Regions from separate parts of the Xenopus laevis genome. Here region 1 is linked to region 2. A link is a contact called in public Hi-C data. All regions are on one chromosome and are shown on one strand. Each heading gives the region's core, a stretch centred on a gene start, on an enhancer-like site or on the middle of the called end of the contact. The rest is flanking DNA. Distances are from core to core; before and after follow the strand shown. Region 1 overlaps stard8.L (stAR-related lipid transfer protein 13). Region 2 holds the start of stard8.L (stAR-related lipid transfer protein 13).

What was found. Hi-C and Micro-C count contacts between places; a contact is called where the count stands out from the background.
Region 1: a contact with region 2 is called in a Hi-C map of the XL177 cell line, with 4 times the contacts expected there. The contact joins the enhancer-like site here to the promoter of stard8.L in region 2. A contact is called at or near these places in 2 of 4 Hi-C or Micro-C datasets (the XL177 cell line and the XTC cell line).

Annotation. Positions count from the first base shown.
Region 1 is chr8L:31,128,435-31,131,792 of Xenopus_laevis_v10.1, reverse strand. stard8.L (stAR-related lipid transfer protein 13) reads right to left here. Exons shown (of 16, transcript XM_018241088.2): 7 at 2,940-3,358; 8 at 1,207-1,380; 9 at 194-353. Among protein-coding and RNA genes, the nearest start is that of LOC121396970, 26 kb to the left of the region's middle. Within about 2 kb of position 1,367, at least 1 of the 7 cell types and tissues checked has an H3K27ac peak or open chromatin away from gene starts, as enhancers often do.
Region 2 is chr8L:31,030,152-31,033,597 of Xenopus_laevis_v10.1, reverse strand. It overlaps stard8.L (stAR-related lipid transfer protein 13), which reads right to left and starts at 1,468. Exons shown (of 16, transcript XM_018241088.2): 1 at 1,086-1,468.

The sequences.
Region 1 (3,358 bases), core at 118-2,617, 98 kb before region 2:
TTCCTCTGGCTAGCCTTGCTACACCTCCTGCCCACAGGAATTTACTGAATAGACCTCTTCAATCTGATAACCAATCACATGAGTGCACCTCGTGCTGACACATCCCACAATTACAGAGCATACAGTATATACCATAAATTGTGTAGAAGTGCCCAAACATGGTGGGAGGAAACACCACGCTCAGTGCAATTACCTGGTCAAGGCACTGGCTGCGAATATAGCGCATTGCCTGCTGGATGCTCTGTGGTAGCGGCTGTCCTGTCCTCTGCACATTGATAATTGGGGGGACACCAAACACAGCTCTACCTCTGTAGTCAGGAACTTTGCTTCTCTTCATGAATTTGGGCACTGTCCTGTTGGCAGTGGGAGAAAACAAGTGTTAACAGATGTGCTTTATGCCTTTAAACCCAGATTTCTCACATGCAAGCAATATAAGGAAGTAAGGTCTATAATAAAGGAAAGGTTGTAATGAAGGATTAACAAAAGTATCCTGGAGGTGTATTTTACAACGGCAAGGGTTTTCCATGGCTGTGGTGAACAAAACCCCTTTTCTGTACAGGCAAGTTTCACTTTCCAAGACACAGCTGTTATTATTTTATATGCAGAGACCCTCAAATCTTTCCAGTATAGTGAATCTGTCAGAAATTATTTTCAAAGACCAAATGATAAAGCAGGCGTAATGCAGAATAAGGGCAACCTAAGTGTATTCAACAGGGCAAGATTATTGAAGGCTCGGAAATGAATGTAATTACATAATTTGGCCAGGAGATGGTGAGCAAGGGCAAGTTATTGCAATACCATCTGAATAGCCCAATGCTAGACACAGAAATGAGCGAGATGCATTGAGCATTGGGAAGTATACATTTTGCCGCCATGGATATGGGTCCCCTGAATTATGTCCCCCTTAGTATGTACAAACGTCCCTTCTCTTAATACATATGAGTGGAAGCTGCCATGTCACTTGTTTTGTATACACGGATGCTCATCTATTTATGTTGTGGTTCCATTTAACTCTATGGAGCCAGAAGCAAAAATTCCATCTCCCAACTATACATCAAAATGCAAATACACAGAGAAGGAAGCTGTGGCACTGCCTAGGACTACTTCCACTGTGGATCACATGAATTCATGCGTGCAATGAAGGCATGGTCTGCTTGTAAATTATGTAAAGGGGAAGTAAATGGAAAATTGTGCTGGCCTACTCACCATGCCCAACCCTGCTTGCTGGGCACCGAGTGCTTCTCCATGATGGCGGTGAGTCTAAGCAGGGAGAGCTTCTGCAGGAGGTTGAGCTGTGCCGCCGACTGCCTGTTAATCTCCAGGGATGCAGAACTGAGGCTTGGCCGGTGTGAGTTCTGAAAGCTATGCCAGCGGAGTTTCCTGCCAGGGAGAGACACACACAGGCTTTCAGATGAAATCACTACATGCCACAACTAATCCACAGCGGGTCGCAGAGCTCGACTCTCAGGGCGGTGGATTTTCAATACAGTTCTAGGAAAAGTGAGCCAAGTGAGTTGTGTTCTACCCCAGGACTCTGAATGGCGCACAAGTGGCTTACGATAAATAGTTGCTCCATAAAGGAGAAGGAAAGGCTAAAATTAAGTAAGCTTTATCAGAAAGGTCTATCTATATCAATACACCAGTATTGCTGAGTAATGCTGCTCTGAGTCCTCTGTCAAAAGAAACACAGCATTTATTTCCTTTTATTGTGTACACATGGGCTTCTGTATCAGACTTCCTGTTTTCAGCTTAAACCTCCAGGGTACAGGCGTGAGCATGCTCAGTTTGCTCCTCTCCTCCCTGCTGTAATCTGAGCCCAGAGCTATGAATGAGCAGGGAGAGACTCAGGCAGGAAATGATGTCACACCAAGCTAATATGGCAGCTGCTATCCTAAAGAAACAGAGAGAGCTTCTAGAGCTGTTTACTCAGGTATGGTAAAGCATTCTGCAGAACAAATATAGTCTAATAACTTGCACTATTGTGGCTAATCTATTGGCAATAAACCGCTTTGGTAGCTTTCCTTCTTCTTTAAACCCAGGGGCCAATATGGATCTTTGGTTTTGCTTTAGGACCAAGGGAAGAATTTTGGCAAGGTTCCAGCAGTTAGCACCTAGAAGAAAGGAGATACCTATATCGGATAGCCGAGGATTATGGTAGCTGAGAAGGCTGCTAGTGCTAGTAGAGTGTCCTGCCTGGATTTGGTTCGGAATCTTGCAAAAAGTGCAAATACCAAACCAAACCCCAAATCATAGATCTTTCTTAGTGGCATTACTAGATGTCACTGGGCCCCAAAGCAAATTCAGTTCAAATTACAACAACATATGCTCATGAAGGGTTTGTTTCCTCTGTAGTTACACCCCTTATCTTTCCCAAAAGAGAGTCTTGTGCACAGGCCATATGGCAGGTGGAGGAGGAGAGATGGAATGCAGCACAACTGGTTCCCACTCCAGCTATGAAAGCTATACACTACACCAGGAACATCCATGCTGAGGCCCTCCAGCTGTCATTCAATCCAGCTGTCAGTTGTATTGACTTATAGTTCATGAAAGAGCTGAATGACTGCAGCATGGATATATGCTATAACAGTCATGTCTCAGCACTATCTATTCAACTAACTTGTGTTTCATAGTCTCTCAGTTACAATTATCAAGTGTCCAATTTAAGGCCCGTACGAACTATCCATTTCATGTAGATGAGATGTAGATGATGTGTCTTTACTATCTAGATTGAACACCAAACACAGCACAGGCACATCTGCTTCTAAACTGTAGCATTCTGAAAACATAAGGTATATCAGACCATCAGCCCACTGGAAAAAGCTGGGACAGCCTTGATCTACAACCAGATGCAACACAGAAATCTGCCTGGGCATGGCTGAGGAATCATGAGTGTAGAACAGGAACCAACTGAGATATTTTACTAATATTTCTGGACCAACCTGCATGGCCTGGTTAATGATGCTCCGACTCCAGAGTCTCTCCTCTCTCTCATCTCTGTCTCCTCTGTCTCATTAAGAGAGTTGCCAGTACTGTCAAAGTCACTGGCTGATGTCCCCACATCTGATATGGATCTCTCCTCATAGGCTAGATGCCCAGCCTGTTCACCCCCAGAGTCAGTGCCTTCATCAAGCTCTGGACATACAGTTCGTGACCACAGCTCCACCATCCGCTGGAGACCCCGAACGTGATTAAGGACATCATCCAAGTGGCCAAAGAGATCACTGCTTCCTCCCAACTCTAAGAGATCCCTACTACCAGAGAGCGAGCAAGGCACATTGTCATAGATACTTGAACGACTACCTATGGAACTGCAGGAACCCCTTCTTGGCCTTCCCTCTAGGCCATGCGAGTCCATACT
Region 2 (3,446 bases), core at 219-2,718:
CCCCTTATGTTTGCTTGCCAATAGCAAATAAAGGACTTTTTGAAATCTTTATGTCCCCATCCCCTTACACTATATGTAAGCAGTACTGAGCAAGCCTGACCCAATTTAAATACAATATAATATACAGGTATGGGACCTTTTATCCAGAATGCTTGGGAGCTGGGGTTTTCCAGATCTTTCCCTAATTTAGATCTTCATACCTTAAGTCTATTAGAAAATCATGAACATTAAATAAACCTAAAATGCTGGTTTGGTTTTCAATAAGGATTAATTATATCTTAGTTTGGATCAAGTACAAGGTACTGTTTTATTAGTACAGAGAAAAAAGGAAATACTTTTTAAAAATCTGGATTATTTGATTATAATGGAGTCTATAGGAAACAACCTTTCCGTAATTTGGAGCTTTCTGGATAGCGGATTTCCAGATAACAGGTCTCATACCTGTACTAGCAAAAAATCTATTCTTTTGACACAAACCACCCTATTTAAGTGAATAACGGATTTCTCCACTATAAATATAGAATCCATAGCCCAGAGGCCACAGTTGAGCAAAATTCAAAGAAACCTACTGAATGGATGAGCCTTCTACATTTCATGAAATGGTTCCATCACCCATAGGCTAGTGCTGATCTGAGATATCAGGGAAACAGCATACAAAGGCCACTTAAAAATGAAAAGTTTCTTTAAGGAGGTGCAACCCACACCACCACCCTAAGCTCTTGCGGCTCATAGAGTAGCAGTTAAATGCACAGAGCAGCCCGGCTCTGAACAGATTGGAGGTGTCCATAGATATACATATAGATGCTGTATATACACAAACCCAGAGAACTGGAAGTCATCCAGCTGAAATACTGTAGCTCCCATTGTGCTGTTTGCAGACAGAGCCCCAGCAGCAGATCTTTTGTTGCCTTTTCTAACATGGGATACTGGGAGTAGTAGTTCATAACTGCTGGTTTGTCAGGCAGTATGAAGCCACGAAAGCTATGATACATATCACTCAGTATGTGGATCTAATGGCTGCTGAGCTATACCTGTGAATGGAAAAGAATTACTGTAGTCACATACAATTAGATGCAATGACTCACCCTTTCTGTTGGCAGTCTCTCCTGGTATTTTCTTTGTTTCTATTGCCTTAAGCAGCCACTTTGGCTGTCACGGTAGCACCACAGTATAGCCAGATTCTCACTGGGTAAGCTTGGGAGTGCAGCACCCAGACAGCTTGAGAGGGCTTTCTCCCTGGAGAAGAGAGGTGAGAGAGCTGTGCTGACATCATCTTTGCATTCACACCTTTTTGGTGAATGTCTCAAGCAATCGAGAGCTCAACTTTATTTTGTCCCTTCTGCTCTCACCGCTGCTCCAAATACCTCCAGGTCAGTGGGACAGACCAGCCCCAACTTTGTCTTTCATCCCCTCCACAGGGGAGCTACCTGGCTGCTAATGCCAGACACACACACAGTCTGCTGTCTAGTTATGAGAAATCTCCCACACGATACATGGAACCAGAGCATGTTCTAACCTGGAGCTAATACAAATGGACCTGGATTTAAAGGGACACTGACACCTGTAAAAAAAAAAAAAAAAAAAGATTTCTCTCCAACAACAATCTGTATCATTTAATTAATGAATATTCTTATACTTGCTTCAGCGAATGTTAATTGTTTGTTTTACTTTACAGTCACAAGTTGTAGCCGTCTGTATGGCAGAAAAATGAAAATCTGCTTCTTGGGGGTGATACCGTTTAAGTATGCAATTTAGAAATTCTCCCTCGTTATTCATTATAATGCATTAAGAAAGAAAAAGTATTGTGCAGGTTTGTGCAGGTACAGGTATGGGCCTGTTATACAGAATGCTTAGGACCTGGGGTTTTCCAGATAACAGATCTTTCTGTAATTTGGATTTTCATACCGTAAGTCTACTAGAAAATCATGTCAACATTAAATAAACCCAATAGGCATGTTTTGCCTCCAATAATAATGTATTAGAAGGATCAAGGATCCATTATCCGGAAACCCATTATCCAGAAAGCGGAATGGCTGTCTCCCATAGATTCCAATTTATACAAATAATCCAAATTTTAAAAAATTATTCCCTTTTTCTCTGTAATGAATAAAAAGTGCCTTGATTTTCTAGTAGACGAAAGGTATAAAGATCAATATTAAGGAAAGATCCGTTATCCGGAAGACCCTACGTCCCGAGCATTCTGGATAACAGGGCCCATGCCAATGTACTATTTTATTATTGCAGAAAAAAATATACATTTTTTTTAAACTGTATTATTTGATTAAAATGGAATCTATGGGAGATGGTCTTTCTGTAATTTGGAACTTTTTTGCTTCTAATAAGGATACATTATATCTTAGTTGGGATCAAGTACAGGTATGGGACCTGTTATCCAGAATGCTCCGGACCTGGGGCTTTCTGGATAACGGATCTTTTCGTAATTTAGATCTCCATATCTTAAGTCTACTATAAAATCATGTAAATGTTAAATAAACTCAATAGGCTGGTTTTGCTTCCAATAAGGATTAATTATTTCTTAGTTGGAATCAAGTGCAAGGTACTGTTTTATTACAGAGAAAAGGGAAATCGTTTTTTAAAATTTGGATTATTTGGATAAGATGGAGTCTATGGGAGACGGCCTTTCCATAATTCGGAGCTTTCCGGATAATGGGTTTCCAGATAGCGTATCCCATACCTTTACAGGATACAGTTTTATTGTTACAGAGAAAATGGAAATCATTTTTAAACATTTGGAGTATTTGGATAAAATGGAGTCTATGGGAGAGGGTCTTTCCATAATTCAGAGCTTTCTTGATAACAGATCCCATACCTGTAAATGAGGTAGAAGAAAATAAAGAGGCTTGTGTGTGCCAGAAAATATCCAGATACAGAGGGTCCTAAATTATTTTTTTATCTGTAAGTCTTTAAAGAGATACTGACACCAGAAAATAACCTTTTTTATATTCATAACATTATCTTTGAATGCTATTTATAATTTTGCCATAAAAGTATTTGCCTGATGCTTTTACATTACCTTTCTTACCCCCATGTTCTTCTATGAGGGGGCTGCCATATTTGTACAGCAGTAGCCTGTTGGCATTAGAAACTGTAACTGACAGGTTAAGATAAGAAGGGACAGTCAGGTTGGCAAAAGTCAGGTTAAGGAACTTCGATTAGTATTTACTTACAAAAGCAGAACTATCCGCAAAAAAACGACAATGCAACCTATGTAATTTTTAATGCCCGGCCAAACCGAATCTGAATCGGGCGGGGAGAGAAATCGAGTGACTTTTTGTCACAAAACAAGGAAGTAAAACATGTTTTCCCCTTCCCACCACTAATTTGCACATCTGTATTCGGCCTCATCTTTCAAGAAGGATTCTGGGATTCAGGCAAATCCAGTGCATCCCTAGTTTTATTGCTGAGAGAGTGGACCCAAAGTGTCT